Regions from separate parts of the Mus musculus genome. Here regions 2 and 3 are each linked to region 1. Evidence: chromatin contacts called from public promoter capture Hi-C data. All regions are on one chromosome and are shown on one strand. Each heading gives the region's core, a stretch centred on a gene start, on an enhancer-like site or on the middle of the called end of the contact. The rest is flanking DNA. Distances are from core to core; before and after follow the strand shown.

Region 1 (2,876 bases), core at 227-2,726:
CTCACGGCTGACTGCTAGAATTAAAGGACTGCTCTTGGAATCTTTTTGGGAGTGGATTTTTATTCCACCCATGAATAGCTCTCATACTGCTTAGTTAATGAACTTACTAATGAAGTCTTTTTCTGTTGTCAGGGGTATAATGTTTTATCTCTCTTCATTTTGCAGGTTGAATATAAGCTGGGATTCCAAGTAGACAACTTTGTGGCTATGGGCATGCCCCAGGTCAATATTTCTGCTCAAGGGGAGGTCCCACGCACTTTATCAGGTGAGCCAGGAAAGACGGACTTAGCATACTGCTTTCAGCTGCCTCCATCCTATCCCTACAAGGATAGTTCACTGAGTACCGGGCCCTCCCACATCAATCATTAATCAAGAGAGTGCCCCACAGACAAACTCAAAGGTCCCAGGGGGTTGGGAGGCAGGGGTTGGGGAAGTAGACGTGTAATTATTATTGTCATCTTTATTGTCTATTTATTTTTAAAGAATGTTGTAGGGCTTTTCCTGGCAGTTTTATTCACAATTATTATTGGCACAAGTTCAGCTAGGCTTTAAGCAGAGCTGGGAGGCAAGTTAATTTTTGGGGGTCAGCAAGAGTTTCAGAAATATCAAAGTCTCTGATCCACTACTCATAGATGGTGAAATATCTTTGAAATTTGTAAGAAAGGAATCATAAATTAAAAAGGCAAAATGTTCTAAAATCTACGACTTTGTCATTAACATTCCTAGATATACCTTTAGAAGCTAATCCTATTTAGAAGGGCAGTGTTGTTTTTAATTCATAGCCAAGAACATGTTAGCTTTGTTTATAGGTTTATTATAATTTCCCCCAGTAACAATGTCTTTATTTCCTAGAGGTACTGCTTTTGAATGGTACAATTTTTATTTTATTTTATTTTTTAAAGATTTATTTATTTACTTATTGATTCATTTATTTTATGTATATGAGTACACTGTTACTATCTTCAGCCACACCAGAAGAGGGCATCGGATCCCATTACAGATGGTTGTGAGCCACCATGTGGTTGTTGGGAATTGAACTCAGGACCTCCGGAAGGACAGTCAGTGCTCTTAACCACTGAGCCATCTCTCCAGCCCTGATACGGTTTTTAAATGTGGTTACTAAATACACATATGACATAAACATTCTCCACAGGGAGTACTTCTAAACATGTCATGCACCTGTCTGCTCATACTATGGATATAGTTGTTATTGGTGGTGTGCTGACGTGTATTTTTGGCCATCTGTTATGGTGTGGCTTCAAGCCCAACAGGAACTCTCTGGCACCCAGTTCAGTGCAGCTTTGGTTTCCCTACATTTTCTTAGCCAGACAGCAGGAAAGGCTTTCCCTCCTTGGGATTCGATGATGGCATGCTTTATTCCGGGTAGCTCATGTCTGCCCTGCAGGCCGCAGTCCACACGGTGTGGTCAGCACTGCCTTCTTGACATTCATACCCTTCACGTTGCTAGGAGCGATACACAGGTGCATTTGGTGCTGCAGAGTCTTTCCTTCCGTGGTGTAGTTTTGTTACCGTTGCTGGGGAGACTGGTAAGCTCAGCAGTTTGCCTCGTGATTCCTGAGATTCAGTGCATTGGAAAGCAGAACATAGACAACAAACTGATATTAAAAACAAAGTCACAAGGAAGGCTCGGAAGTAACTATCCCTTCATCTGTGTCCTGTGCTCTGCTTCAGTCCTCTGGATCTGCAGTGAAGGAAATGCAGGTGTCCAGAGCGGTGGTGACAGGGTCTCCGGAAGCTCCTGTCTGATCCGCTTATTTAGATGCGCTTCTTTATTTTATTTGAGCAGAAATAGATGAAAATGTTGTATAGCATTGATCCTAATCTTTAGGACACTAAAGTGTTTTCTCTTGTTTCTTTTAACAGTGTTTCGGGTCGAGCTTTCTTGTACCGGCAAAGTCGACTCTGAAGTCATGATTCTAATGCAGCTCAATCTGACAGTGAATTCCTCAAAAAATTTTACAGTTTTAAATTTTAAACGAAGGAAAATGTGCTACAAAAGTAAGGAATTTATTTAACAGAATGTGTTTCATGTAGATAAGAGGTCAATAGAAGACTGCATTTTCTGTATAGAGATTTAAGCATGACCAAGTCTTGATTATAGTTATGAGAAAAGCGCATTAGTGGATGAAACTCTGGGTCAGCCTCTGGCTCTCATTCCATTGGAGTTCTGTGGGTGTTTCCAGAGCGAGCGACAGAGCTGAGCATTCGCTCGGTGGGCTTGGACTCTGCAGGACCTTTGTGTTGGGGGTCACATGGGCCTGGGTTGAACCATATCTCTGTGTTTTCAGGACAGGGGAGATATTGCACCTCTGCAGGGCTGAGATTCTTGTCTGTGAGATGTGCATGTTGCTGTTTCAGAGAGGTTTTAAAGGGTAACGAAACCTAGTCCAGAATTAGAAAGTCACATGTGGGCACTTAATAATTAGGGTTTGAATTATATCATCCATTACCCAGGAAATCACCATAGATAGTAGTGAGTTCTAGAACACCAAGGCTGAGTTTTGAAATGTTAAGATTTTGTTTTAAGAGTTAAATATTTTATGTATATGAGTACACTGTAGCTGTCCTCAGACACACCAGAAGAAGGCATCAGATCCCATTACAGATGGTTGTGAACCACCATATGCTTGCTAGGAACTGAACTCAGGACCTCTGGAAGAGCAGTCAGTGCTCTTAACCCCTGAGCCATTTCTCTAGCTCCAATTTTAAGATTCTTAAAGGTTATCTAATCTCCATGTAGCCTACAGATAAAATTTCCAGAATTTACAAATAGGTAGAATTGTTTACTGTTTAAGGTAGAAACAAAACAAACTGTAAACTCAGTGGATGTTTCCCGTGATCTGTACACTTTACAC
Region 2 (2,876 bases), core at 153-2,652, 200 kb before region 1:
ACACACACACACACACACACACACACACACACACACACACACACAATTTATGCCCTTTAACCCACTCACATTACTGTCTCCAGGACCTCCCTCCAGATGTCACCTGAAAACCCTGTCCATTAGAAATCACAGAGCAATTTATTTTCTTGGCTACTGTTTCAACTGGCTAAAAGAGGGCAGGTTTAGGGAGCCAAGGTTGCACTGTGTGACCTGGTCTGTCTTCAAGATGTCCCTGTAGATTGCCCCTGTCAGATTCAGGCAGAGTATGATGAAGAAGTGTGTCTATATGTCTGTGTCCTGTAGGCTCCCCAACTGCCATCCCGATCATAAAAACCAGGGCCCATGATGGTCATACCCTGCACGAAGTGGCTAAAGCTTAGTCTTCATGTCACCATAGGTGTTAGGGTCAGAGTCCGGATCCTTACAGCCCTAACATGTTAGGCTCAGCTACCAGTCCTCAACAGGTCAATTAAACAAAGACCAGTGAAAAGCAGAGAGAGGAGATTTATTCATTATGACCATATTGGAAAGAGGAACAATGAAATCTAGTGACTGTCCATCCACTAAATTGCACCACCACCATCACCACCGCCACCACCACCATCACCACCACCATCATCACCACCACTACCACTACCACCACCACCACCACCATACCCCTCCTTGACAGGCCATCTTCCCAGGGACCCCATAGGATGCATAACTAAGCAGTCTTAGTCAAGGTAGAGTCCAGCCTTTCACTATCTCCTTGCAAAGGGTCTGAGCTATGTGACATCTTTTTCAGGAGACAAGTCCTCCCGACCTCCTTCAGCTGGCACTAGCTGTTTCCTTCCCCCAACATGCAAGTTCTGGGGAATTCTATTATTGGGGGTCTGTTAGCTGAGTGAAATATCTTCATTTATGTCAGGACTGTTACATTATGGGCCAGGCCATGTTCTAAGTATCTGATGTGGGGGGGTGGGGGGGAGTTCCCATGGTTTTACAGATAGCAGACCTGAAAGACAGAAAAACTAAGTTGTTTCCCCACACAGCAAGCATCTGAGGAAGCTGGCTTGGGAGGCCCTCGCGCACCCATTGCAGTATTCCTATCCTGGCTCTTGCTCGCTCCAGGCGTGGTCTCCCATATTCTTGATCTGAGCAGGATCAGTGTCTATGAAAGCAGAGCATGGGGTTCTGTGTTGTTTTAATCCCAGCAGCCTTCCTGCTACCCAAATAAGACTCCTGGGAAGGTAGTGGGGAGCCCTGATGGTGCTACAGCTCTTGGCCCCTTGCTCCCTGATGCCGAGCTCCACTTACCTCTGAGAAAGGGCAATAGGCTCCATTCAGCTCCTAAGATCAGACTCCCTAGCAACAAAGGCCAACTGATCAACCCTGCTGGCAGATGGGGCCTCTTCATTGAGAAATGAAGAAGGCCATCTCTCTAGGGCAGTTTAAACATGTCTTTCACTGTGCTAATCATTTTACAAACACTGTCTAATCCCTCAAACAACTAAGGGCAGCTCGCTGCAATCGTACTGTTGTGACAGATGTGCAAACGAGTTTCAGAGTCGTTAATCAATTTGTCGTAGACCACACAGTTAGTGACGGATCCAGAGTGAAAGTTCAAGTTTATCTTTCTACAAAGCCCTAAGTATCTGTTTGACAATTTGACTATGTCCTTGGGGGGTTGTGTTCCCCTGCCTACTGTGAGACATCACTAGGGAGAAACTTCTGCTTCTGGGCTGATGGCTTAGCAGGTTCAGGGCCTGTTCTGAAACAGTCCATTGAAAGGGCAAACATCTCTCTCCACCCATATAACCTACTGACACTCCTACCTATGACTTAGTACAGGTACTCAGTACCTTAGGACCTATTTACACTAGGAACAGAGGCACATCTCCATTGTTATGGTAGGATGGAATAAGGCAACCCTTGGCCATCAGTCCTAATCAGAACGCTCTGGTCCTCAGCCTCCCAACTCATGATCTGGCCGATAGTTGGGACATTGGAACCCAAATGCTCCACAAACTAAGCCTCACCACTTGACAGGACATTACCAGAGTTCTTAGGGTCACACCCTGGGCCCAAAAGCCCTAACAAGCTAGGCTCGGCCACCTGCCCCCAACATGCCAATGAACGAAACATGTAATCATGAAAAAGAGAGAAAAGAGATTTCTTTTATGTGGCCACAGTAGAAAAAGAGACAAAAAGGAGGCTACAGGACCCGCCAATCTGCAGTTGGAGGTCCTAACACAAGCTTTGGGTTTAAATAGACAATAAGGGGTCACACCCATCACTGACCCATCATTGTCCTGGCTCTGGTCTGTCCAGAAAGGTGGTCTGAGAACTTATCAGAACTGAGTAAAGCTTCTTCCTGTGAGACAGGTTCTTCCCCCCCTCCCCCTCCCCCTCCCCCTCCCCTTCCCCTTCTCCTTCCCACAACATGGGGCTCCTGGAGACAAGTTCCCTCTTTGAGGGCCTTGCTTCAACAGTCTGATAGCAGAAAGGAGGGACACCAGCGTCTGTCGTTAGAATCTCTACTCCTGCCAGGAAGGTCACACCAGGACCTGGGGCTGCAACCTCCTTCCCTAAGATCTAGTCTCAAAGCAAAGCCCTGGCACCCCAGTGCACCCCCTGTCCTTGCTTCCTTCTGCTCCCCTCTGTTGGAACTCTTCCCAACCCTCAATTAATTCATAGATTGTAGCAAATTGCAAGAATGGGTGTGGTGGCCCATATCTTTGATCCCAGCTCTTAGGAGACAGAGGTAGGTCGAACTCTGTGAATTCACTATTATCCTGGTCTACATAAGTTCCAGGTCAGCTAGAGCTACCTAGTGAGACCCTGGCACAGAAAACAAAGTCTGGTTTGCTCGCTGTTTTAGAGTCCTCCAGCCCTAG
Region 3 (2,876 bases), core at 151-2,650, 130 kb before region 1:
TCCTTTCCTACGGTGGATTTACAGGTGTGTGCCACCACCCCCAGCTACCAGACTGGTCATCTGCAAGGATGAAGAAAAAGAGTGTGAAGATTTTGAGGGGTCACCCAGGTCTACTCCCTCCAAGGTCACGTGACACGTCCAACTAGAGATTGTGTAAAGTGTTATTAAGAACAGTTTAAACGACATGGCTGCCCCTGCCACCACACTCAGCCTATGGTGACACAGAGATCATCTGAGGGTAACCAGTTTTGATCTTGGCTGCTGTACAGTAGGCATAAGTCTGACACATTACCCCCTCTACCCTCTCATTCAGTGCACACAGCCCTGTTAAAGGATGCACGTACCATGTGGACCCTCCCACTGGGTCCATGCACAGTAGGTCAGAGAGTGTGATAAAGTCTTGGGCACCTGTCTTTAGCCTTCTGTTGTAATACCATCACCACCCTTCCCAAAGTTCACAAAGTATATTTCTCCAACTCAAAAAGAAAAAGGAAAAACTACCCATTAATCTTGGCACTGAATCCAGTCAGAACGCAAGTGGGCGGGCGTAAGGATGACCAGGAGACAGCAGACCACCAGATGGGCCATGAAGCCCATGACAGCAAAGTTAACCTGTGACCAACCATGGGTGAAGTCACATAGGGACTCAGCAGCCACGTTGAGGAATGTCCAAGCTGGAGTTCCAAAGAGGGTGTCTTTTGGCCAACCTCCCTTGTCATAGGAATGGAATTCAACAGGTGGGTAGAATTCAGAACACACAAAGACTTCACCAGCAATCCTGCAAGTGACTATGGACTTTGCTGTCTGCCTTCTGTGTGACTTAGTCTATAGACAGTCACCTTTATATTTCCTGTAGACCAAAAGAAGGAAGAAATGAATCCCGATGTGCCCAGAAAACCTCCACGTACGTGTGTGTACATCTGCACATGTGTCCCCCAGAGGAAATGTAGGGGCAGCAATATTTTCTGCTTTCTACTCCTCCATGACCCCATGGGCTCCCTTGTGAGTTTTCTCGGGGAAGAAACTAAACAGGTTATTCAGCGCTCTGCAATCCTCCCTTACTGAGCCAGGAAACAGAAACTGCAGCTGGTGGAGTTGGAGAGGCCCTGAGAAGAAAGGTATTTGCCTCAGGTGTCTGGACACCTGCAAAGGGGTGGGGCCTGGGCTAGAACCTGGGTGCTCTGCTAGGCCCTTTGGAAACCAAGTTGGTCAGAGGGGACAACCTAATCTGAGCCCCAACCTTCCTGTCTTGTCCCCCTGTCTAGGATGACTAAATAGGGGGAGCTGTGGGGCTCTGGGGCTGGGGGTGGGGGTGATGAAGCAAACCGATCCAGGCACTGCATATGAGCTACTAGCCTGGCTTCTCTCCTCTCTCTCACCTTCTGGTTAATTATTAACTCTCTCTTGGCATGAGCATGTGCCAGGCTCAAAGAGCTTGCTAACAATGTGCCAGAAGAGTGACTGTAAACAGATAGAAACCCACAGAAAACCAAAGTCTCTCCATGGGTCCCCAGGAACCCCAGCTGGACAGGAAACTTGTTTTCAGGGCTTCCACCTTGTCCCTTAGCCCAAGTGAAGATCTAACGGACACCCAGTGTCTTCTGAGACCTTGCTGGGTGAGCAAGTCTGCTGGAGGAAGTCCAGAGACCTCACAGCAGCAATGCCTTTTTGGACCGACTATATCTGGGTCTAACCCCATGCAGAGTACCACAGCAACTAAGTGTTCAGTATCCATTGGAAATGGGAAGACTTCATGCACCATGAAATCCCCCTTTGGACGTGCATACTTCCTTCACATCTTATATCACAGAATTTACCTTAAGCCAGAGTGGTCAAGCATGGGTCAGCTGATCTGCTTTCCACATGGCCTGTTAGTCCCCAGGATGACTTCTTGAACTTTCTGTAGCTGACAGGATTCCTCCCTACATCCTAGAGCCAGCAAATCTGGAGCCCACTTCCACCAGGCTGCAAAGGTCACTGTCTGCTCTAAGTTGGAGCCCTCTACCGCTAGAGCCTCCCATCATGAATCCTAAGCCTGCTATGGGGCATAAGTTCTTCCCAAAGTATTGGGTCTACAGAGAGTCGCCTTTAAAAAAAAAAAAACTGAATCTTATTTAATTGAATTTCTAAGAAAAATGATGCCAAAGGTTGAATCTGATTTTTGTTAAGGGACATGTTCATTATTGACTTCACATTAACTCTACTTAGGGGCACCGGGCATCGTGCCTGCCCAAAGAGATGATGTTTTAGGAAACGTCCGTGGCTGGGGCTTACCTCTGTGTCTTCTAGGTGGGGCTTGGAACTGGAGATGGAGTAAGTGGAGGTCTATGGCACTATCAATGTAGAAGCCTGGACAGATTGGCCAACCTAGCAAGACCTGAATCTACTTCTGACCTATGTCTTGGAACTCCTTTGTGCCACAAAGCAAACCTCTAGTCTCCAGCAGCAGGATGGAGCCCATGTGACATTGTTGAGGGGACGTGATTCTCCTCTACTCCAGCAGTCTACCAGTTTTGAATTTAGAGCAAGGCCAGTGTCATAATCTGTCCTCAGATAGGTGTCTTTTGCAAGCCCAAATGCTCCAACCTAAGGACACATTCCAGGTATATTAGGCAACCTTGTGATCATTTCCCTGTCTGGACTGACCCTTCCTGAGTCTTTCTGGCCCATGACAATGACATTTCTAGCTGAGGGAGGGAGGCCCCTGTCCAGACCCTCCTCTGTAACTTCTGCTTGTTTAACACAGTGTACTGTGGCAATCCTCTCAACAGATTGCATCAGCAGCAGCCATGCAAGCTTCTCCGTGGTACAGCAGCAGCTGTAAAGCCACTGCCAAAGCTGGCCCTGAGAACTATGGAGACCTTTATTTGTGTGTG

What was found. Capture Hi-C pulls out chosen DNA fragments and counts their contacts.
Region 2: a contact with region 1 is called in a promoter capture Hi-C map of pancreatic islet. The contact joins two enhancer-like sites. A contact is called at or near these places in 2 of 15 datasets of contacts at CTCF or cohesin (the NIH/3T3 cell line and large pre-B cells), 3 of 115 datasets of contacts at active chromatin or transcription factors (embryonic stem cells, intestinal crypt epithelium and kidney) and 4 of 9 other capture datasets (adipose tissue, embryonic stem cells, liver and 1 more).
Region 3: a promoter capture Hi-C map of pancreatic islet shows a contact between it and region 1. The contact joins two enhancer-like sites. A contact is called at or near these places in 7 of 39 promoter capture datasets (the C10 cell line, the HPC-7 cell line, HPC-7-derived erythroid cells and 5 more), 30 of 484 Hi-C or Micro-C datasets (the C2C12 cell line, the MC3T3-E1 cell line, MC3T3-E1-derived osteoblasts and 21 more), 10 of 115 datasets of contacts at active chromatin or transcription factors (astrocytes, craniofacial prominence, embryonic hindbrain and 6 more) and 3 of 9 other capture datasets (adipose tissue, liver and pancreatic islet).

The regions. Positions count from the first base shown.
Region 1 is chr9:102,867,390-102,870,265 of GRCm38.p6, forward strand. Ryk (receptor-like tyrosine kinase) reads left to right here. Exons shown (of 15, transcript NM_013649.3): 3 at 166-265; 4 at 1,885-2,019. Among named protein-coding and RNA genes, the nearest start is that of Ryk, 34 kb to the left of the region's middle. Within about 2 kb of position 1,477, at least 11 of the 459 cell types and tissues checked have an H3K27ac peak or open chromatin away from gene starts, as enhancers often do. A contact at or near this core is called in pancreatic islet, where this site is marked.
Region 2 is chr9:102,670,274-102,673,149 of GRCm38.p6, forward strand. The region is part of intron 2 of Gm46150 (a long non-coding RNA gene); the gene reads right to left. Among named protein-coding and RNA genes, the nearest start is that of Gm46150, 12 kb to the right of the region's middle. Within about 2 kb of position 1,403, at least 3 of the 459 cell types and tissues checked have an H3K27ac peak or open chromatin away from gene starts, as enhancers often do. A contact at or near this core is called in pancreatic islet, where this site is marked.
Region 3 is chr9:102,733,506-102,736,381 of GRCm38.p6, forward strand. No RefSeq gene overlaps it. Among named protein-coding and RNA genes, the nearest start is that of Gm5627, 4.7 kb to the right of the region's middle. Within about 2 kb of position 1,401, at least 44 of the 459 cell types and tissues checked have an H3K27ac peak or open chromatin away from gene starts, as enhancers often do. A contact at or near this core is called in pancreatic islet, where this site is marked.